4 separate regions of the Mus musculus genome follow, and all the other regions are linked to region 4. A link is a contact called in public Hi-C data. All regions are on one chromosome and are shown on one strand. The core of a region is the stretch at or near the end of the contact, and the rest is flanking DNA. Distances in the headings are between cores, read along the strand shown.

Evidence for each region. A called contact is a pair of places that touch in the nucleus more often than the background predicts.
Region 1: a contact with region 4 is called in a Hi-C map of cortical neurons, with 2.2 times the contacts expected there. The contact joins two enhancer-like sites. A contact is called at or near these places in 1 of 39 promoter capture datasets (embryonic stem cells) and 2 of 484 Hi-C or Micro-C datasets (cerebral cortex and cortical neurons).
Region 2: a Hi-C map of cortical neurons shows a contact between it and region 4, with 3 times the contacts expected there. The contact joins the promoter of Brinp2 here to the enhancer-like site in region 4. A contact is called at or near these places in 4 of 39 promoter capture datasets (embryonic stem cells, pre-B cells and stem cell-derived epiblast-like cells) and 3 of 484 Hi-C or Micro-C datasets (the N1E-115 cell line, cerebral cortex and cortical neurons).
Region 3: a Hi-C map of cortical neurons shows a contact between it and region 4, with 4 times the contacts expected there. The contact joins two enhancer-like sites. A contact is called at or near these places in 13 of 484 Hi-C or Micro-C datasets (the N1E-115 cell line, cerebral cortex, cortical neurons and 5 more) and 1 of 9 other capture datasets (embryonic stem cells).

What each region holds. Positions count from the first base shown.
Region 1 is chr1:158,511,239-158,516,476 of GRCm38.p6, forward strand. The region is part of intron 7 of Astn1 (astrotactin 1); the gene reads left to right. All of the region lies in intron 1 of Gm37679 (a long non-coding RNA gene), which reads right to left. Among named protein-coding and RNA genes, the nearest start is that of Mir488, 8.2 kb to the left of the region's middle. Within about 2 kb of position 2,438, at least 22 of the 459 cell types and tissues checked have an H3K27ac peak or open chromatin away from gene starts, as enhancers often do. A contact at or near this core is called in cortical neurons, where this site is marked.
Region 2 is chr1:158,352,372-158,358,204 of GRCm38.p6, forward strand. Brinp2 (bone morphogenic protein/retinoic acid inducible neural-specific 2) reads right to left here and starts at 3,889. Exons shown (of 8, transcript NM_207583.2): 1 at 3,146-3,889.
Region 3 is chr1:157,551,983-157,557,932 of GRCm38.p6, forward strand. Sec16b (SEC16 homolog B (S. cerevisiae)) reads left to right here. Exons shown (of 26, transcript NM_001159986.1): 14 at 951-1,062; 15 at 2,765-2,870; 16 at 4,783-4,923. Among named protein-coding and RNA genes, the nearest start is that of Sec16b, 29 kb to the left of the region's middle. Within about 2 kb of position 3,214, at least 44 of the 459 cell types and tissues checked have an H3K27ac peak or open chromatin away from gene starts, as enhancers often do. A contact at or near this core is called in cortical neurons, where this site is marked.
Region 4 is chr1:158,052,741-158,058,412 of GRCm38.p6, forward strand. No RefSeq gene overlaps it. Among named protein-coding and RNA genes, the nearest start is that of Gm39686, 92 kb to the right of the region's middle. Within about 2 kb of position 2,416, at least 7 of the 459 cell types and tissues checked have an H3K27ac peak or open chromatin away from gene starts, as enhancers often do. A contact at or near this core is called in cortical neurons, where this site is marked.

The DNA.
Region 1 (5,238 bases), core at 1,188-3,687, 460 kb after region 4:
CGTGGACCATGCATGCATAGCACCATGTGGTTGAGTCACTGAGCATAAAAACATGCAATAGTCTGACAGAAGTCTGGGTAGGATCTTAACCACAGCCTTACTCTGCAAAGGCCAGTTTGGAATAACTTCTGCAGTCCATTTTGTCATTCTTTAGCTACTGTGACTATCCATTTATAATTGCAAAATTAATCCAGGTTTAGTATAAAAAATAGTATAGAAAAAAAAAGATAAACGTCTATATTTCTGTCTCCTATTTCTGACTCTTCATGTCCTTTCTTTCCATTACTAGTCTAGGCATAATTTTTTAAAGGTTTCCTGGAAGCATGGGAAGTCTAGTTGAGTTTTCCTGAATTTGTTTCCTTAATATTCTATAAGACTTTCCATAATCAAAATTCTCAGTAACATTTTAATGGTCATTTGCTATTATATCATACATCTGTACCATAGCTCATTTAAACAGTCCTGTTGCTTTGAATTTAGAAGGCTTTAGATTCTTTTTTATTTTTATAAATACTATTAAGACAAACCTCTCAACAACAAAAACAAGTGGGGCACATAGGAACTTATTTTTCTTCCAATGAACTTTAGGGATCGATCACTACCCAAAGGCGGTTGATATATTTTAGTGTGTGACTCTATCACACAAGACTAGGGTAGTTCTGAGTGAGGCCCAGATTCATGTATTGTGAAGTGGAGTGACTGCCTTACTCCTAGAGTGTTGTATACCCACGACCCCAGGTCTCTCTGCCAAGTAGATTTGCACTTTTGTGGTACGAAGGGTGTGTACTCTTCTTGTTACCATGACAGAATATTGAACAGAAACAAGTTAGAGGATGAAGGATCTATTTCGGCCCATGGTTGAAGGAAACACAGTCCATCCTGGCAGGGAAGGCATGGCATATAGGGTTCTATATGGTGGGAAGATGGCTTATTAAATCTTTATGGACCAGAGAGCCTAGCTGAAAGTGGAACTGGCCTAGATGCTTTAAGCCTTACCTCTCTCTACTCCTATGGCATTATACCTGCCAGCTAACCCTCAAGTCCAAAAGTGGCCTTCCAGTGCCACCAACTGGGGACCAAGTAGTTGACAAAATTTCACATTTAAACCATAGTAAAAGGTTCATATATAATAGCCACTACAAAAAAAAAAAAAAAATTCAGGAGCTAGAGCATCACTGGTGAAGCCCTACTGGAGAAGAAGTGTAGCACTATAGAACAAAGGAAGAGGTCATGAACCAAATCCTCAAGATCTTTGTCATGTGTAACTCCTGAGCCAGGCTGGGGATGGGGTGGATCTTCAGAAAGTTCAGTTCAGAAAGGTCTTTCTACAGATGTAGCCTAAGACCATATGATCTGTATTTAGTTGTAATCCATTATTAAATCCCTTTGAGAAACTAGCAGGTAACTGTGACATCTAAAGTTCACATTCTGAGGTTTCAAACTTATTTTTTTACGTGGGCCCATCACAGGGATTCTAGGTCCCCATATGGAAGAGAAAGTACAGCACTTTCCACATCTGATGTCTAAGACGGTGCTTGCTTGCTGTCCCTCCTACGCTGTCAGGCAAACACCAAACCAAACAGATGGGCTGTGCACTATGCCCAAAAGCACTGTGCTTGGAAGAAATTAAAAAGAGCTCATCTCAGAGGTGGGAACTCTCCATGTAGCAGAGCTGGTCTCTGGTACCCTCGTCCTCCAGCTGGTTAGGATTAGGAGGATTTGGGACAGTCTTAGATGTTAAACTCACTTCTGAGAGCAACACGATCTCCCGAGGATCTTACATGTTTCCTCTTGGCCTTGAAAGAAAACCAAGGCCTACAATTACATGTGGAAAGGAGGGAACTGCTGTTGTACACTTGGGAGGGTGAGACATGCTGCCTTCTTACTTTACACAACATTTAATTACCTGGGCCTGATTTGCCCAGAGTCCTGTGGATACTGATAAGGAGAGTTTTGTTTGTGTTTAGCCTATCATGAAGTCTGAACAAAAATAGGGTTGTTAAATGTAACTTGAACTGCTCAGGTATGCTGGGTCCGACATGTTTGTCATTCAACTCTTTAGGAGGTAACCTGGATTGAACATTCCTAGTGGGTGTGCCAGGAAGCTGGTTGTCTATAGAGAAGTCTGATATCTACCCTCTAGCCCTTTGCCGATGTCTAATTTCTAATCCTTCCTACAAAACGACTGTGGGAAGCCCCTCTCTTGCAAATGGTTTCCCGGTATCTCTAGCAACTAATGAACTTCCAACTGGAAAGTCACAAGGTATACTAAATATAAGAACACAAGCTCTGCAACAGAACTAAGGGACAACATCTTCACTTGGTACGGCAGCTGAGAAAGGATGCTGCGGAGCCGCATCTTCATTAATGCGGGGATTGGAACCCCGCCCACTTCTGTGCTGCTTCTCTCTGCACATGTGATGATGTGGTCATCCCACACGCTCATCACTAAGGAACTTTATCGCCTCCCACACTCCATCCTAGGAGCCTTTCTCTAAAGAGCTGAGTGTGGGAATTGGCTTCGAGTCAAGTCGACGTTATTTTTTGCAATCCTCCAGCTAGCTTCCTTGGAAATGTCAGCGTGTTGGGACATGTGCTTTCCCAGCCGAGCTGAGGGGTCTGCCCATATGGATTCACAGGGCTGTGCAAATGCACTTGTGTATTTTTTTTTCACACAGACACACGTACCCATAAACACACAAGCACACAAACACAGATGCTCAGGCACTGCGAAGGAGCAGCCTTTGGTGCCTGGAGCACTCCTTAGGCAGCTTTCCTAAAAGTGTCCCAAAGATAAGTATGTATTTACACATCAGCTGCACGGGACTCCACACTACCAGGTGTGAGAGATAGAAACATGGTCTTACTCCAGCAGATGCCCACATCCTCCTCCCCACAGTCTGATGATGTGTGATGTTGCATCGCACAGGAAGGTTAAATGGTGCATAGAATTGAAGTCACCTAATGACTGCTGTCACAAAAGCAAGATTACCCTAGATTATCTGGGTGTCCCAGTGCTCTGACAATACTTCTCAAAAGTAGAAGGGAAAATAGGTCAAAGTGCCAAGATGAAGGAATGATTCGTTAAGCTACTGTATACTTTAAAGATGGACAAGTCATGAACTAAGCATCCAGACAGCCTTTAAAGCAAGGGAGCAGGATCTCACTCTAGAAAGAAGCATAGCTCTGTAGAGACTTACTTTGTAGATACTTTAATCTTGGCCCCATAGAACCGACACTGGTCCCCTCTGGCCTATAATAAAGTGATGTTGCTTTAGGCATATGAGTTTGAGACTGGCTACAAATACATCAAAAGAAGGACAAAGCAGTTAAGGAAGAGAAACTTGTTATACTCCCTCTTCCTATACCCCCACCATAATTCTAGAACTTCTAAAGATGTGTGAGGGCCTGTGAAAAAATTGGGCCTGTAGGAAACTTGCTGGTTCATTCCATTTCCAGCCTTCCTCTCCACTTATATTCTAACACCATGTTACCTGGGAGGTACTGAGCTCAGAGACCAGCCTGGAGAAGAGCAAACCAAAACTGACAAATGTTCTTATAATCATCCCAGCTCCTCAGACCTTCTGCTTATATGTGGGCATGCCTGAGAAAGGAGAGACCTTCATACCTTTGTACTCTCTCCTAAGCATTGTGATTCTCTCCGACCAGGTTATCAACTTAGGACGAGTCGGTCCTAGGACCTGGTTTGGGGAAGATTTAAGATGCTTGTCATTGGGTTCGGACTTGCTGGTGTCTTCCCACAGTACACTGTGGGCCATCTCCTCTCTGCTTTGTAATGGCAGATGGAAAATGTATGGGAAAATGTTTTCGGGGGGAAATAATTGTGCTAGGCGGTGTTTATCAGGAGCCCTGCTTGTTATTGTCACTGTGATTTGCTTAGACAATCAAAGCTCCCCGCACAACACTACAAAGCAGACAGTGTTTTTTTATCATCACTTTAGAGAGATGTTGACAAACTGGCTTAACACCCTTGCTCAGTTAATAGCCCAGCTGGACTGTAAACTCAGAGTACATATCAGAATATATCGTATCAGAATGCATATATCAAAAACCACATTTCTGGTCATTTTGGAATGTTTCTTCCTATGCTGCCCTTCCGGAAGGACACCTAGATAGAAGGCTTAGGGTTACTCTCTTTCCTTTTGGGTGGCTCTTGAGAGCTTCAGTGTCTAACAAAGCCTTTGGCCAACTGGTAATCTTCTTGCCAACCTCACCAGACTACCCTCCCCCGACGCCCAGGAGCATCTCTGGTCAAGTTGGAGAATCCCAAAGCATTAAGGCTTAAACTTACTGTCTGCTAGATCCTGTCATAGGCTGATTTTACCTGTGATTCCTAAGGGTAACCTTGTGTGGTTGTTCATTTTCACCTTGTTTTCTGATAACAGTCTACCCAGTGTCATTGGCTTTTCTCTCAACTCATTCCAAGCCTTTGCTCTGCCACCTGAGCAGTTGTGGAAGCTTCAGACACCTGCTTCATTCCTTAGCCACATCAATTCTGGCCACAGCTTCCACTGCCTTTTTCAAGATATGTAGCTTTTTTCTTTTTAATGTCTGCAAGGTACACAGGCATCCAAGAAAACTCAAACTTGAATGTTTTAATATCTATATACTATGCTCTCAAAAATTCTTTCTTTCCCAGATCATTCCATGGCCAACACAACCAGGTCAAAAGTATCAACCAGGTGTCCAAATAATTCAGCATCAAACTCTTTACTTGCTCTGTGCCATTGCCTGCCTCCCTCCTCCCCTCCCCTCCCTCTTTCCCTTCTTACCTCTCTCCCCTCTCCTCACCCCCCCCTCAGAAATTTTAACCCAATTTATCAGGAGAGCTCAGTTCCCATGTCACTGCTACAACCTTGATTGCATACTTATTCCAGATTCTTTTCTGCTACTCCATGGAAGCACCTTCCTTTGGGATAATAAGCTCTAGCATGTTCTGGGGTCATTCAGCCCTGGGCATTGCCCTCTTCAGCTACCTCCTAGTGGTAGGGAATAACTAGGCAATTTGATGTTACCCACATCTGGTTGAACATTTTCTTTTTAGACAAGGAACATCCAGTCCTATTTAATAAAAGACAACCACTACCTGAAACAGTGTGATAACTCAGGGCTTTTGGCCTTGATTTGGGTTTTCAATCTAACAAATGCAGTGATTCCAGTCAAATCTGAGGACCCCTAGCTTCAAGGTCTTTGTTAATCCCTAGGTGAGATTTATGA
Region 2 (5,833 bases), core at 2,639-5,138, 300 kb after region 4:
TGTCTAGCAATATGCCCAGTATTTCAGAGCCCTGTCAGGATCCTAGATCAACTTCCGCTAGGCCGTACATGTTTAATACAATGAACACAGATACATAGGATTTCCAGGTTGCAAGAGAGGTGGCCCCAAAGGCCCATGCAGACCATGCTGGTTTCAGCTTCTCCCTGTGCCTGTGTTCCAGTGAGGGACTTGATCAACTAGAGCCCGTTAGCCCTGCTCTGCCTACCCAAAATATTCCACTCTAACTCTCATGGCTCCATTCTAATTCTCCCTTCGTGAAATACTGATAGCTCTTATTATTAGTACAGATCAATGGCTGATTAATAGGGTCAGCCTTTTGACTTCTCTTGTATTGAACTTCTGTTGAGAATACATCATCATTTACCTTTGCCTGGACATAGGCCTATTTTCCCAAGTAGACTACAAAATCATGGGGTTAAAGTTTCCTAAGGTTTTTTTTATCCCTCTGTGCCTTGATGTACTGCCAGAGGAGGACCCCCCAAATCACATCACAGCCTCCTTGCTTTGTAACGTATAAAGCAACCAAGTCAGATCGCAAACACTGAGATGGAACTATGCCTTAGAAGGAGCCCAGGGGACTGAGGTTAATTAGGAAGCAGTAAGACCCAGGCCTCCATTCCATGAGTTTTCCTACTGCTGTGTGTCCTGTGTAAGACAGATCTTCTTCTGGGGTTCTCTGCACTCCCCTTTCCAAGAAGAAGACTGAAGTCTTTCACGCTCTACATCTTAGGATAACCAAAGACAAAGGAGACTATAAGCCATCTGAGAATTATGTAGAGGACTTCTGTAAATGCTCCCAGCTCTTTGGGAAAGGAGCTCTTCAAAATATATGCAAGGACTTATTATTTAATAAGAAGAAAGAATGGCTCTCCAGAAGTAATACCACACAGTGCTCGCTTAAACACTAGCTAGGAACCTGAACACTGAACATTCCAGCCAGTGCAAAGTGCCCACACATTATCTCCAGTCCCTTCAGATTACCTCTTGTTTGTGAGTGGAGAGGGATTTTGGAGCACCCTCCCTGAGGGATAGGTCTAAGGTGGTGCTCCCAGGTGCAAGCCTGTACCTTGGGGAAGAGGATCAGGAGGAGTTGATGACGCAGGGAGCAGGGACGTTCTGTGCCCTCTGGCTTTGCTCAGTAAACAACCTGTCAGGAGGCCAGAGAGGAACACTCTGAAGGGGATCTTGAGGTCCAGGAAGAGATGTTTCCCATTCCCCAAACCAGGCCAACACAAGAAGAATCGGGCCCTTCTGTCCTCCCCAGCGTTTACCTCCTCTGACTTTTCTTGTTTCCACACTGAACACATACCACTCCATTCTGGGAAAGGAAAGACAACTCCATTTTTTTGTAAGGCGAAAGAAGTAAGAGTCAAGAATGCTTCTGGCTTCCCCATGGCTGCAGCCCAGCTGTCAAACCCCTTAAAACCAGCTGTTTTCCAGCAGCCAAGATTCTGGTCTGACGCTTGCTCTCAAACACAGTCTCCTTGCTCGGCATCTTTCCAAATTCTTCTTTCCTCACAGAAGCAGAGCATGCATCTTTTCCCAGAGTGGGTAGCAGCTATGGTACTGGTAAGATAGATCACTGTGGCAGCATTGCTTGGTCATGCTCTCAGTGCTACATAGCAACTCATTCCAGGTGAGAAGGAACTCATGAGGGCCATGTCATAAACAAACAAACAAACAAACAAAAACCAGGCATACAACTGTGCAAAATCAAGAGGGAAAACACATAGACTTCAGCATCACTCTAGCTGTTTCCTGATGTCATCAGACTGCCCCCCAGGGGATTTAGTAGAATCCTATAGCTTCCTGGTTAATACAGGCATTGCATATCTTCCAAGAGCCTGGCCAGGGGGGCGAGGAAAGCAAAGGAATCAACATACACTTGTCTAGAGAAGACCTGGGGAGAAATACTTAACTCACAGTGTATATGTTTAATTCTTCTTATTGGCCTATGCTAACATATCACTGGCCCTGTTGGATACGGTCCGGATTTTATTTCATAATTGATATTCTCTTAGCACATTTGTTCCTACTCAGGGCAACCTGCTCCCAGGACAGGGAAAGCATACATATGGTTCTTTACAGAAAGGTCTGTTCAATCACATTACAGTGCATCCAGTTGATTGTTAGTTAATATTTGGCTTAAGTCTATATACCCTGGATAAATATGTACCGTGAAGAAAGACTGCTTGGTGAAGAGAGAACTCCTCTGGGCTAGAACAGCAGTGTACAAGTTCATCCTCCTACTGGGTAGCGACACCCCAGGCATCATGGCCCGAGCAGGGGCTAGGCAGAGATGCTTAGTGTTTCTGTGAGCAGCCAGCTTCCTTCATACAGCTGTGAACACACACACACACACACACACACACACACACACACACACACACACACACACACACACACACACAGCTGTGTATGAACAGGGAAAACACTCTGATAGATAGTCTCAACAGACCCTTCCCTTCAGCACAGCAATATTCTCCCTGTAGTGTCTCCAGTGTACTACCAGGATTGACTCAGTCGATTGGGGTTTCTGTTATACCACCCAAAGGAGACTATGGGATTCACTCCTAGGAATTATTTTTGTCCCTCATTACATGTTCATAGAAGAAATAGACTGGCCTCTAAAGCATGCCACAGGGCTTTAATGACCATGTGAATACAGCTATATTGCACAAAAGAATACCAGGTCTTTAGGGTCCTCCCCAAACACAGTGAACCTCGTGCAGTTCTGTCCGGCATCAGCTAGGCAAGCAAAAGTCCTTGTCATCCTCTGCAATTATGGAGCCCGAATGAATTTTCGAAAGCTAATGGGAGTTGCACTAACTTTAAGGACTTAAACCAGGCAAAAAAAGAAAAAAAAAAAAAAAAACCAATATAGGTCAGGCAGAGTGCCCAAGCTCTGTGACAGCCATGCGACACCAGGAGGCGATTCCAGAGTCAGCTCAAACCCAAAGTCCACTGCTAAGCTCCACCTGACAGAAACTACGGGGTGGAATGGGAGTTATTCCTTTTGCTTGCAATTGCCAGGCACCAGACAAGAAGGTTGAATGAGGACTCATGAAAATCACAACGAAAGGTGATACAGAAAACCCAGGGGTACAGACCCCTGCACGATTACCTTGAATCCTTGTAAGAGTCCTTCTTGCTGTATCAGCTGCTCCCCAAACCACCAAGGACTGCGAGGAGACTCCCAAAAGACGCCTGATTTTTGTGCAACATCTCCAGTGGCAGCCTTCCAAAGTTTTTACTTCATGATTTCTTGTGGCTCTTTCTCCTTTGGGGAAATATGAAATGCCACCCCCTCAGCTTGTGAGAGGGAACGGATGTCTCTTTTCAAATTCTCCTGCTCTGGGCTTTGCTGTCGCCGCCGCCGCCGCGGCGGCAGCTTTTAGACCACTTGCCTGCTGCCTTGCCGTGGAGCAGCGAGCATCCCAGGCACCCACAGCATCTGTGAAGTGGGATCAGCACTAGGCTGGGTCGCACGCGGCGTGGGAGAGGTGAGGAAAGTGGGAAGCCAACTGAGAAGTCCCCTGTCCCTCGACCGAGGTGAAACCCAAGATCTTGCCTTCTTTTTTTTCCAACTCTAAAGAGACTCACCCGCCCTGTCATCCGAAATCTGTGCCTTGTACATGGACAGAAATCGTTCCTCAGGCGTCTGGGCTCCTTCGGCTGCCTGAGGACCTGCTGGTGTCCTCGGAGCGCGCGGCAGGTGCATTTCCAAGTCCTCCGGAACCCGTCGAGCTCAGCGGAGGCGCTGCGGGTTGAGCCGCGAGCCGCGCGGCAGGCAGGCGGATTCCATCCTGGAGCTGCAGCCCGGCGCGTCCCCACTCCGGCTTCCCGGTCCGTACCTAACCAGTGTCACCTGCAGACTCAGACACCGGATGAGTGTCTTAAGATAACAATGCTGCCCTGCCTGCCTCTCTCGTTCTTTCTTATGCACGTAGGTTGGCAGCCAATAGGACCCTGCGCCATACTCACCACAGGCTCCCATTGGCTGTGAAGCCTGGCAGGAGGCGGGTTCTGAGGCCTACCGGCAATCTCCTTTGGCTAGCTGGCAGGCTGGGGTACCAGCTCTGTTAACCCTCCCAGCTTTTTGCAGCAGCGACTTTTTCCCCCTCCCCGCAGTAAGGATAAGGAAGAATTGGATAAATTCGCGGCTGCGTGTGGCGTTGGGAGTGAGATTGGAGCGTGTCAGAGGCTGAGGAACAAGAAGTAGACTGGGAACTAATTACATTTGCTTTGGTCTTCTGAGTTACAATATTCATTCGTCCCAGCCCATTTTGTTTGCTTGCTTAACCAGAACTCCCAGAGATGGGGACCCATTTGAGCCATTTTCCTTCTAATTTGAGGTTTCATTTAGTTGTTCTGTGCTTTTTAAACCTCCTGAATTACTTAATTAGAAGTGAGCCCCCAAGTGAGAAATAGCTCTCTCTCTCTCTCTCTCTCTCTCTCTCTCTCTCTCTCTCTCTCTCTCACACACACACACACACACACACACACACACACCCCGGGGCCGGGGGCGGGGGGGGGGGAGGGAGGGGGTAAAGAGGGAGGCAAAAGACCACAGGAGCTCTGTGGTAAGATGACCAGGCAGAGAATCGCTGAACAGCTAAATTGAGACACCTCACGCCCCACACCAGACCTGTAGGGACAACAGCAAAGAGGAGAACTTGGGGATTCTGGGGAGACCTCTGAAATGGCCTGCGTCCAAAAAGAAAGAGAATTGTTTTGCCTGTGATGGTTTCCTTCTGTGTGTCTCCTTTCACTCCAGTGGCTGTCAGGAAGAGGGACTCGCATTTTTTAAAGGAAGACTAGAGAAAGGAGAACAGGACAAGCCTTGTTTCTGAGAAGCAGGTGCTGTCTGCTGAGCCTGTGAAAGGGAAGTCCGGGCAGTGGGTAAGGGAGGGAGAAAAGGAGGGAAAGAAGGAAAGAAGGAGGAATAAAGATATTAACTTTAATTGAATGGATGTGAACGATATGTTTTTGATGTTCTAATAAATGTGTGAGGCTGAAATGCATCCTACTAACTGGCGAACTACACTAAATTTTGGAAAGAGCCGTTGTTGAAGAAAGATAAGTTGAAAGTGGCAAGGGATGTGGGGGAATTCCCAGTGAGTCACATGATGAAGGCCTATATAGAGGAGAATAGGCAGAGAGGGAGACAAGTGTCTCCATTTAGTTTCCTTGAGTTGAGAGCAACATCGGAGATTGTTTTGGAAAGAAGTAGACAAAACAGAGGGCAGAGGTTAGATGTACACAGAGGAAGGATATATCTGGGGTTAGGTATAAAGTGCCCCTTTAGCCAGATGCTCTGAAAGAGTGAGGAAGTCTAGAAACTGCTTCTTATCTACAAACCCCCACCCATTTCCATCATATCTGATCTCTACTTGTTTTCTACTCTGCATCTCACCCAAGTTATTCCTTCTACACTCTGCAGGAGTCTGGCTATAAAACATGCCAGAGAATGGCGGTCCTGTGGAGTCCCCAGATCTTCAACTAAGATAAAATATCTAAATAAACTACTGAGAGTTTAACTGCTCCTGACTGTGGAGCCAGTTGTTCCTGAGATTCCTAGAGACAGAGGCCCACTGAACCTAACCCACGTAAGAACGCTTTGGAGGTCTTCCTGTGAAATAACTTGAGGGAGTGAGGGAATGGATGAATGGTAGGACAGGTGTAACTTCTGTCAATGGAAAGAAGGAAAGTGCCAGGATTTCTCAAGAAGGGACAGCCAATCAAAATCTTGATGAAAATCAAGAAACTTGGCTGTGTTTTCTTAAATCACCCATGATATTTTAATGAAGAA
Region 3 (5,950 bases), core at 1,964-4,463, 500 kb before region 4:
GATGGGCTCCTTCCCTCTCTTTCTCTTCACTCCTAGATCCTAGCCCAGAGGATAGTGCCTCCCACACTCCAAATGAGTCCTCCCGATTCAGTTAAACCTTTCTGGAAGCACCCTGAAGGTCACACCCAGAGGTATTTCCTAAGATAGTCTATTCAAGTTGACAATGAAGATTGACTGTCACACCCACTTAATTCGAGTTTAAAGTAGTAGAAAATGTTTGGAGAACATTTAAAAGTCAGGAACAACTTGGTAATTGATGTGATTTTTTATGAGCACAGGAAAAGTCTTCAATCATCCAACTTCAGTAGAGGAAGCAGCCACACCCCACAAGCAGCCACACCCCACAAGGAAGCAGCCACACCCCACAAGGAAGCAGCCACACCCCACAAGGAAGCAGCCACACCCCACAAGGAAGCAGCCACACCCCACAAGGAAGCAGCCACACCCCACAAGCAGCCACACCCCACAAGGAAGCAGCCACACCCCACAAGGAAGCAGCCACACCCCACAAGGAAGCAGCCACACCCCACAAGGAAGCAGCCACACCCCACAAGCAGCCACACCCCACAAGGAAGCAGCCACACCCCACAAGGATGTTTAAAATCCGTTTCTGATGTCCTACTTTACTTAGGTATAGGCATCTTGTCTCGATTCTCAGCCCCAGGAATGACCATGACTTTTAGAAAATTCCCAATGAAAAACTCATCAGGGGGACGTGAAACAGCACACAGCATCCTGGTTGTGGCTGATGAGAACTGAAATGCAGGATCTGAGGTCAGAAACACTGATGCAGGAGGGAAGGAAAGGGAGATGTCACAAGAACTCCCCTGGTTTATTCATATCAGGTTTCCGCTCTGACCCTGGGGTCCACTATTTAACTCTCTGTTCTACTCAGACACTGGGTCCCACAGGGTGTGCCTCACGCCTGGGCTCTTGTTCTCCTCCTGCAGCTGGAAAAGGGCTTGTGGAGGCATCTCACTTCTGCTATCTCATGGCTCATGTGCCCTTTGGTCACTATACGGTGAAGACAGATCATCTGGCCTTGGTGGGCAGTAGCCACAGGTACGTATGTGACTTTTGTAAAGATGATTTGCACGGGTTATTTTAGCCCTTACTGGGTTTCATGGCTTCACTACTCATTTTCTTGTGTAAATTTCCGCTACTGCCCGCTCTTCCTCTCTATCTTCTGCATTAGTCTAGGCAAGGTGACCAGAGGGTGCCACATCACACCACCAGAGGGCCTTTGGTGCTGTTAGTGCTCTTGGTGTGTGTTGAACTCTTCTGGCCACTGGGTGGCAGCCTAGCTCCACAACCAGAGATAACATAGAAAAATGAAGTTTACAATAGTATATTTTGGGCAGCCCTGGGCTTATTCTAGGAGCCTACTTTTTGGGGCCTCCATACTACTTCAATATATTAATTTGGAGCACAAGCTCTTTGGAACCTTCTGCATCAGTCACTTGTTTTCTGGTAGCCACATATCAGGGTGTTTCCCCCCCCCCCCCAAGGACCCCAAAGCCCTGGAGAAAGAGTGAGTTGAAGCAGATAATCTTACCCTGGGTGGTCCTCACTGTTCTGGATCTTTCTACCTCTTTCTCCTTAATAGTTGTGATTTCTGAGCAGTCATGGTATTGCGCTCCTAGAATTCTAGCAGTCAAGAGGTATAGACAGGGGGATTGTAGCAAGGCCAATGCTAGCCAGGGTGGTGCAATGAGTTCTAGGCTAGCCAGCCAGCCAGGGCTACGAACCTGTCTCAAGAGAGAGAAAGAAGACATTTCTGAGATGCAGAGCTATCAGTGTCTTTGCAATGTTTGCTTTGTTACAGATTTACTTTATAAAAAGGTAACTGCACCGGGGAAGCAAGGTATTGAGGGATTGAAAGCCTTGTCTAAGGTAGCCTCTCGGGTGCACCATCAGGATGGACTTGGAGTCTAGACAGTAAGGTTGCAGGAGCAAAAGTTGTAGCTGATATTCCTAATCCTCTACCACCATAGCAATCGGTGCTCCTCACAGATTCTTCTCTTGAGCCTGGGCTCAGATAGAAGAGTCATCTTCTCAAGGCAGTCTGTCTGGGCTAAGCAAGCCCATAAAGGTACCTCGCTTCCTATAGCCCATGTTCATGACTCCTGGGGGAGTTTCTTGAGATATGTTAGCTTCTGGAATTATTCTGATGACTGGAATATAGGGCACCTGGCAAGCTGTAGAGGGGAGACGGCAAGTGTGTGTGTGTGTGTGTGTGTGTGTATGTGTGTGTGTATCACATTCACCTGTTTTCTTTCCTCACTGGCCGGATGAACTTCCTGTGCAAGATCTGTCATTTCTTTCTGGCTCCATTGTCCTCCCCAGTCTGTGCCAGGCCATCTGTGGTGCTCCTGGACTCCACGGCTTCCTCTTTTGCACTTGGCAAGCTCAGGCTGCTCTGTCTTTCCTGGGGCATGCCAGGCTGAGGGCTGAGGGCTGAGGGCTGAGGGCTGAGGGCTGAGGACTGAGGGCTGAGGGCTGAGGGCTGAGGGCTGAGGACTAGTTTTTAGGAGGTTGAAGTGGGAGGTGTTGAAGGGGGATGTTAAGGGAGGTGCAGAGCCTCCTCCTCACAAGCAGGCTCTTCTAGAAGTGCTGGCACTCTCACTTATTGCCCAAACCTAAAGAGATGGAGGTCAAGGAGGAAGTGCAGTCTATCTTGAGCCCACAGGCTCTTTCCTCTTATAGACCTGCCTGAGAGCAGCATCTCCGCCTCACCTCTGTTCTTGTTATTCCCTGCTTTTAGTCAAGAGTTTATGAAATTTGCAACAATTGAGGCTATCCAGCGGACGGAAATCTTCGAGTACTGCCAGATGCTGGGCCGCCCCAAATCCTTCATCCCTTCTTTCCAGGTAACTGAACCCCGAGGGGGGCGGGGCGGGGCGGGGCGGCCATCAGCGATGCTGTGTCTAGGTTGTGGGCAGCCAGGTTCTTAGCCTTGCTGTTTGGCACCTGGTACCACCGGCCAAGTCATCTCCTGCATTTGTCCTCTTTAACGGGAGTGCGGGAAGGCTTAGGGTTTCTTTTTATGTTCCCGGAAGGTCAGAATTTTACAGCATGAAAGCAAACGGTTCAGAAGTCTTTGCTGGAGGCATACATGCGGAAATCTTGCTGCAGTTCTGCCCCTCCCTCCCTTCCTGTCCTCCTGCTGCCCTGGGCTCTTCTCTCCTAGCACTTCCGCTCAGCTCCTCCTCAGCTCCTACAGCCCTCTGGTCCCTCTGACAGCTCACCTTCTGACCACTCCCCCTTTCTCAGGAGCTTCCCTCCTGCTCTGGCCTTAGTCCATTCTCTCTTTCTTCTCAGGGTTTCAGTTGTATAGGTGGCAACCGCACTGCCAGGCTCTTTTCTCTCCCCTCAGCCCCTCTGTTTGGCATCTCGTTGCTACCCTATGTCCGTAGGCATCGCGTCATCCTCCAGTCCGATCCCCTATGTGTTTTGAGACCTGCTACCCAGTGGCCTTTTCTCGCGTCTCTTGCTGGTGTGGAGTGTGAACTTCACTGAAGCCTTGCAGCAAACTGGCATAAAACCGAGGTAGTTTGTTTCTGGGCTGGGAATAGGACTATCTCAGCCACAGCACTGACTCCAAGGTCCCCATCTCCCATTCACTCGACACTACTCTGTATTTTCTTTCCCTTTTATGGGAAGGTACCTTTCTTTTCTGCCTTAAGTACCTTCTTCAGGCCTGAGACCTTGTCTAAATGGATATCCTCAAGGTCCGCTGTTGAGAATGTACACAGCTACAATAGCAACGCACACTCAACACAGAACACACGTAACCTTGGGAATGAGTCCCTGTATTGTAAATACATGACCCATTTAGCCTCTCCTTTCTGAGAGTTTTGCCTTGCCTAGCTGCTCCTCCACAGGGCTCCAGCGTAGGCACTTTGGTTGCTTTTCTTTCCCTTCGTTATTCATCCCGCCCACATGTTTTGTTGACGTTGTTCTGGGCTGGTAGTCTTAGTATAGCTATTCTTACCGGCTGTTTCACACACTCAGCATTGTGTTGCCGTGCATCTTGAATATCACTTCTAATCCTGTGGGGTTTTCCCTTTCACAGAAGTTGGAACCGAGGCTCGAAGGGCTGGTTATATCTCACCAGCTCACTTGTGCATACCATTTGTTCTAAGTACTTTGTGTGAATCCCCTAATTCTATCTTTATAGTTCTAGTGGACTAGGTGGCATCGTCCATGCTCTAACAGGGAAGCTGAGGCACAGAGAGACAAAGGGGCTAGCCCAAATGTCCCCCAGCTAGCATGAGTTTGGATTGGATTGACTTTGTTTGACACCAGAGCTGTCACGTTTGATCTCATCCTATAGCTCCTGCTATGGAGACTCTTCCTCCCTACACCAGCATCTGCCTGCACTTCCTTGTGGGCTTCACAGCCTCTGCAAATGGTAGAGTTTTGTATCTTCATGTAAGCCCTTGTGCCGGGGCTGCACTTCACATGCCCAGGCTTCCTGTGATGTAGGCTGCTGGATAAAAGGGCTGCCCTGCTGCCTTTCCAATGGAGACCCAAGACTGGAAAGACGAGTTGATGTGATCCCTGAATCCTTTTCTCCATCACGCAGCAACTGTATGTAGGCTGGATTTGGAGTTGTGCCCATATGCAGATAAATTGCCCCAAATGGCACTGGGCCCTTGCTATTTGGATGCCAGAGTGAGTGGAATCTGGCAGTCAGCTGACTTCCAAGAAGTCTTATCTACATTTCTCTGCCTCTCTCCTGCCCGGATGGACTCATCCCTGGCCCGTTCCTCTTCACAGGTGTATAAGCTCCTCTATGCCTCCCGTCTGGCAGATTATGGCCTGGCATCCCAGGCCTTGCATTACTGTGAAGCCATTGGTGCAGCTGTCTTGAGCCAGGAAGGGAGCAGCCACCCTGTGCTATTAGCGGAGCTCATCAAGGTGAGCGTCTCAAAGGGATCTCTGTAGGTGTTTTATCTTCAGTGTTCAGAGAAGCCATTGTAGAGAGGCTTAAACTCCACATTTCATCTTCTTTGAACACACTGCAAAATTGGAGCCCACGGCTGTCTTTGACCATGTATGCATGCCCCGATGTGATAAGCAGAGGTCCTGTTTGCACAAAGAACAACTGGCTGGGCAGGGGGCAGAGGGGTTGGGGGACTGCAAAGCAGGCGTGTTCTGCTTGAGAAGTTCTGTGCATCTGCTTTTCTGGTACAGTTAAACTGCAAGCTACGGTGAGCCGTCCTAATTACAAAAGCGAGCCTTTGAAAATAGATTTTAGTGATTAAACCAGGAAATGATCCTTATTAAAATACTTTTAAATGCATGGAATATTTTATCACGTGTGGGACACATTTAAAAAAGAAAACAAAAACCGTACCAACCCTTAGTTTCTTGGGAAGAAACAACAATCAGGAAAATAGTTGTTTCAATTAATTGAAGGAAAAAAAAACCCACTCCATTAGCTAGAGAGTAAAAGGCAGGGTGCTCTACAGTATCTGTACCGCTTTACATGAGGCCCAAGTGCTGGATTCTATAACCAATAAAATCTGTGCTGCCTGAGCCCCTGCCCACACTGCTAGTGGGCTGATGCCCAGGATGAGTAATTAGAGTTTCTAGGTACAGAACATAATGACACCTTGAGGCAGAAAGCAGCATCAGGTGGTGAGCAATGTAGATCTGAGTCCCATCCAGACCAGAATCAGAATTAGCATTAACAAGGTCCCTGAATTTTCTCGAATTTCTATTCTAGAAGTTTCTCGAAGAGAAGGCAGCAATGCACGGACACAAAGCTGGAGAGCTCTCTTTTTCCTCTCATATTTTGGGGGCAATAATACCAAAATGGGTTGCTTATATATTTATACTGCAATTTTGGGAGGAGATCTGCTGAATTTGTTATTTCTCAATTATTCTTTGTTATGTGATGTTTGAGTAAATTATGGCTTCTCCTCCCTTCTTATTGCCTCTC
Region 4 (5,672 bases), core at 1,166-3,665:
CTAAGACATTAGCACACTGATTAAGTAGTAGGAAGGCAGAGTTTTGAAATAAACCCTGTCTGGAACAGAGCAGGCTATGTGTGGGAGGGAGTGGGAGAGACCCATGGAGAGACAGTAAGACCAATTTAGCAGGGACGGAGCCATGGCGAATTTGATGAAGCCACTCTCAGAAGCAATTGTTGCTGTCGCTATGGAGCCCTCTGGAAAAATAACCAGAAGCTTTAAGAGAAATGAAATTCCGTCTTGGGTCCCTAGGTGAAGAATCCTCAAAATGAAGTTCTCCCTTTTCATTGTCAGGGAAAGAGAAAGGAGAAAGAGATATATAAATGTAAGGAGGGAAAGAGAAATGGGGGAAGAGAGGGAGAGGGACAGGAATGGGGAGAGGGACAGGGACAGGGAGAGGGACAGGGATGGGGAGAGGGACAGGGATGGGGAGAGAAATAGGGACAGGGAGACAGAGGCTGGAGTAGAAGCTAAAAACAAGTAAGAACAAAATAGAAAATGGGGAGGCTCTCTTGCTTTCTTCCAGTAGGAAATTTGAGTAACAAGGCCCACAGGCTAGACAGGGTCTCCCAGGAGAGTAAGTGGGCATAGGGAATAGACACGGAAACTCAGATGGCCCCATATCTGGAGTGATTACATTCTAATTTTCTATGTGAGTGAGAACACACAGAACATCGATCACAGTCAGAAGCCCCTGTGCACACTGCCATTATTTGCTGCCTCTCTTATCACCATTCCCACTCTTGCCTCCCATCTTCCCTAAAAAGAACAAACAAACAAACAAACAAACAAACCCAGGCATGCTGTGTACAACTAGAATTTTGACCTGATTCTTTGACTGTTTATGTTATCTTGTTTTGTGTGTGTGCTCATACATTGTTTTCTTAACCAGTCCTGTGTACTAGGTAGTACTATTTATAGGCTTAGATTTTTCAAAACCTACTTTGATTATGGTCCTTTAATGCTTTGACCTCCTCGCTAGCCCACTACCCGCCAGAGGTAGAGGAAAAGAAAGGTTAATATGAAATGGGGGTTGTGGACCTGTCTAGAAATAGTTCTTTGGGGGGCAATTCTAATTTTTGTTGTTAGCAGTTCAGTCCACTAGCAAAGCACCAAACACAAATCCACAGTGGCAGTCTAGTCTACTAGGCAAACACCAAACAGGAGTGAGTAGCAGTGGCTTAATCCAGAAGAAACTGTGAGGCTCCACCAACTGACACTAAACCGCAGAAGCAGCAAGAAGCAGCTGGAATACCACCAGAAGTTTTTTGGTGTGTTTCTCTCTATGAAATCACAATAGGTGAAGATCAGCCAAGAAATCTAGGCAAACCAATGCAAGAATGTTGTCAGTGAAGATCAGCATTAGTGAAGCCCAACGATGACCAGCAAAGAGTACCAATGAAAGATCACTGACCGTCATCTGTTGGGTTATACTTATACTCGTTCCAAACATCATGAGTCCTCTTGAGCATCTACTCCAGCAAAACATTGCATGCCCTTTCACCAGGCAGCCTCCAGAAAAACACACGTGTCTGTTCTCAATGAAACATCCACTTATAAGACAGTTTCCAGAAAAGCACAAGGCACAACTCTGTCTCCAACGAAACCAGAAATTCCCCCTTCAAGTATTTCTTTCTCATGTTGACTTTGAACATTTACAAGCTCTACACATTCACTTATCAAGAATTTATTGAGCAAGGACTAGGGTCTTTAAGAACTGCCCGTAAATCATCCTTACTGAGGCTGAATAGCTGCTTGCTTGAAATGTCACCTAATCTCAGAGGTGCATCTGCACTAACAAAGAATTTGAGGACCTCAGTTATGAATGGGAGGTTCAAGTACATTCTAAAGTACAGAGCGCTTCCAGCCAGGTAGTTAGGCTCATGAAGGAGAGTGTAGATGAACCTTTTCTTGGGGATGGTGCCTCTGCAGTAGGATTCCATGGGAATAGGAGAGCTTTGTCAGTGCTCTATCTTGCCCCTTTCCTCCTATATCTCTGTCTGGGATCAAGATTGTACCCGCCCTTTTGATAAAGGCAAAAGGGGCTCAATAAAAGTTCCCTTCCTTCCTACATGAGGCACCAGTGTACCCTGCAATGGAGGAGTTTGAGAACAATGGGCTGGTGCTGTGTAAACGGATTGCTTATGCATAGCTATTTGAGGGTCTTCCTTTTAAATCACGGCTTCATTATTAGTTGCTCTCTGTCTGTCTCCCTGATCTTCTATTTCAGTTTCCGGCAGGTTAACTAGGAGGGTGTAGCTAAATCATCCATTGTGTGTGGGAGACTGACCACCCTGGGAAGCATGGCGATGCGTGAGAGTTCTTTGGCGACAATGGTTACTTTCTACCCAGGTTGCTGCAGCCTGGAGTCCTGCAGCTGCTGGTTACCATGTACGCCTCCCCTTGGTTTCATTCTCAGAATGTCACAGTGACCAGCTTGCAGGTGGCATCCTGCTATAGACGCTGGCACGAATTCTCAAACATTATGCAGCCCGTACTGATTTTCTCCATTATTTGTTGACAATAATAGTTGCTTTGAACTCTCTCTCCCTCCTCTCTCCCGCCTTCCCCATGCATTGCCCTTCTTCAGAGTCACTCCGATTCCGGGGATGTGAGAAAGAAGCCCTTCATTTTATGGCCAATCCCAGGATTTTTATTTGGATTAAATTCTGCCACAAGTAGCAGGAGCATTGTGGACCCTGTAGCACTCCTCCTTCACTGACTGTGTCTGCAGGCTCACCCCCCTCTCCCCCCACCTCCCCTGCTTCATGCCAAACACAAGCACAGTTTCCCCTGCCATTCCCTTTGCTGAACCTGTTAAATATCAAAGCTGTAAGTTTCTACAAAAGTCAGACCTTGCAGAGTGCCACCCTAGAGACTACCCAACCTCTAAGCACCTTATTGTCCTTGCCTTTCCTGTGGCAATTCATCAGGAACAAGCTTATTTCATAGGAAATAAATGAGTTTTTAGCAGTGCTGTAAATAGCATTTGTTGTCTGTGGAAATATGATTCTGGGATAAAGCTGAAAAGAATTGCTTAGGTTTTTAAGGGTCTTGGTGTGCTGCAAAGAATGAATACAATTTTCTAGGGAAAAAAACAGCTCAACCAAATGAGTACTACTCAAGTCTTGAGGAGAGTTCAGTAGCCAAGTACGAAGAATGTCACTTCTGCTGCAGAGTGGAAGGGTCAGAGAGTTTAGGTGACTGAATTAGAAAGGATGGTTTTTTTTTTTTTCTTTTTAAAAAATACACCAACTGAACCTAGGGCCTTTCATACAGCAGGCAAACAATCTACCACTAAGCTATACCCCAAGACCTCTTCTTGCTTTTGATTTTAAGGATGAATTATACTAAGAGGCTTAGGATAGCCTTAAACTTCCTCATTAGTCCATGCAGTCTACACAGACTACATTTAGTCCACCTTAGTCCTTGAACTTGACATCTAGGCTCCCTGATAGCTAGGATTACAGACTTGTACCACCAAGTCAGGCTGGTGAGACAACCTGTATTTGGTAGCTATGTAGTACTCATACCAGTGCCCAGAGGGGCTGAATGTAGCTGACATCTACTGGATAACTTTTATACTATTATAGCATTCTAACTATCATCTGTGCTTCATATCTGATACTTAGTCATATCATAAGGAAATATCAGCATTGTCTTTTCTTGGCATTGCCCCTTAAAAGAAAGAAGTGCCTCATCTCACATTGTAGCTGGAAAGTAACAGAGCCAAACTTTGAATCCAGATAATACAGTTTTAAATTTAAATTTTTAACTTAGGCTAATTCAGTTGAATGATAACATTTTTCTCTTAGCACTTTTTCTTTTTTATAAATAAAAAGTACTGCACATATCTGAAGTATATAACATGATGTTATAAGATACATATATGTTAAAATGTTTGATAGTGGAACAAAATAGCATATCCATTATTTCTCATAATGTTTTTCCCATGCACAGATGCCTTGAATCAAATTAACACTTACTCAATCAATAAGATTTTTAATTAGAAAAGACCAGACCAACTGTAGTCTCCACATCATACAGCATATCTTTTCTTGCTGCCCTTGTAAATTGAAAATAGATCCTTATATATTTTTATTTATTCTTTATGATGTCATATATACATATATGCATACATATATACAATATATACACGTATATACATATACATCTATACACACACACACACACACACACACACATATAATGAAACATGATAATATCCACACTGATTTCCCCACTCTAATTTCTCTACACACTCCCTACCATGGCCCCCTCCCAGCTTCATGTCTTTTAATTTATTTTTAAATAGACCTTATTGTTATTTATATATATGGGTATTTCTGTGTGGGGATATATGTATGTGAGTGCAGTGCCCTCAGAGGCCAGAAGAGGGCATCAAATCCCCGGATCTGGAGTTACAGGCCTTGGGATCTGAAAGTGAGTCACCTAGAAGAGCAGTATGCATTCTCAACTGTGAAACAGCAGCCCTCATTATTGCTATCTGAATAATGTTATCAAAAACCAAAACCAAAACCAAAACCAAAACCAAAACCAAAACCAAAACCAAAACCAAAACCAAAACCAAAACCAAAACCAAAACCAAAACCAAAACCAAAACCAAAAAACAGAGTTCAGTTTCTGGTGAAAGAGTAAAATCATTAAAAATAAAAGCAATTAAATTTTCCATGAGGGCTGAGTGAAGGATACAAGGATGCAGAAGGAAGTATTGCCATTAAGGTCGTTGACTTTCTAGACTTCAGTAGTAGCAGGAATGCCAGGGTGGGGATTTTTATAAGATCCTGGAAAGTGATTAATAATCCCCAACCACTGTGTCTAAGATGTCAGATCAGAGATTAGGACTGATAGTCCCGATTTCTGGGCTGTCCCTCATGCCACGCTCCACATGTTACCTCATCTCCATGCTTTGTAATGCATATTCCTCTTTGGTCTGCAGACTAAACTTTTAACATCGTTTAAGGGTTGCCACCTCTCTATCATGTTCTCAGTCCATGCGTTAGCCTTCCAATTCATAAATAGCTGTCCTTTCACATTCCAGTTTATGTCCAGCTTTACCATTTCCTATATAACTATGTGTTTACCATCTATTTCCTCTACTCAGTTCTGAGCTTTTTACAAGCAAGGTCATATTTCACTGGGGTATGTGTCCACAATGCCAAGTAAATCAGAGCTAACACAGTTCATATGCACACTGTTACTCATTAATGGAGAGATATGAAACTGGCTGTTGGTGTACTTTGCTCCAGTATTCCAGAAGCCCCAGGCATCTGTGAGAATGCATGGGGACAGAATAATTGCAGGAGATGGGATTCCTGAACCTCTTATGTTAACTGACCACAAACCACTTACCCTATGGGAAGGTCAACTTGATTCAAAGGTACAGGATTGAGGAAGTGCATGTCATGAACTTGACTACCCAATTCTCTTAGCCAGTGTCAGCCCACTGAACTCTCCCTTCAGTTTCAACTGTTTTGCCAGTCAAATAGCTTACTCAGCTTTTCAAAGGCCTCTGGCTTGATCTGAAAACATCTTGGCTCCAATCTGACATTAAGCCTGTTAGAGATAATGTGTTTTCTTGGGATTAGGTGGCACATCTTGCTATTGGAGAAACATCAGTTATGTTCATGTCTTGGCTAGAAACAGCC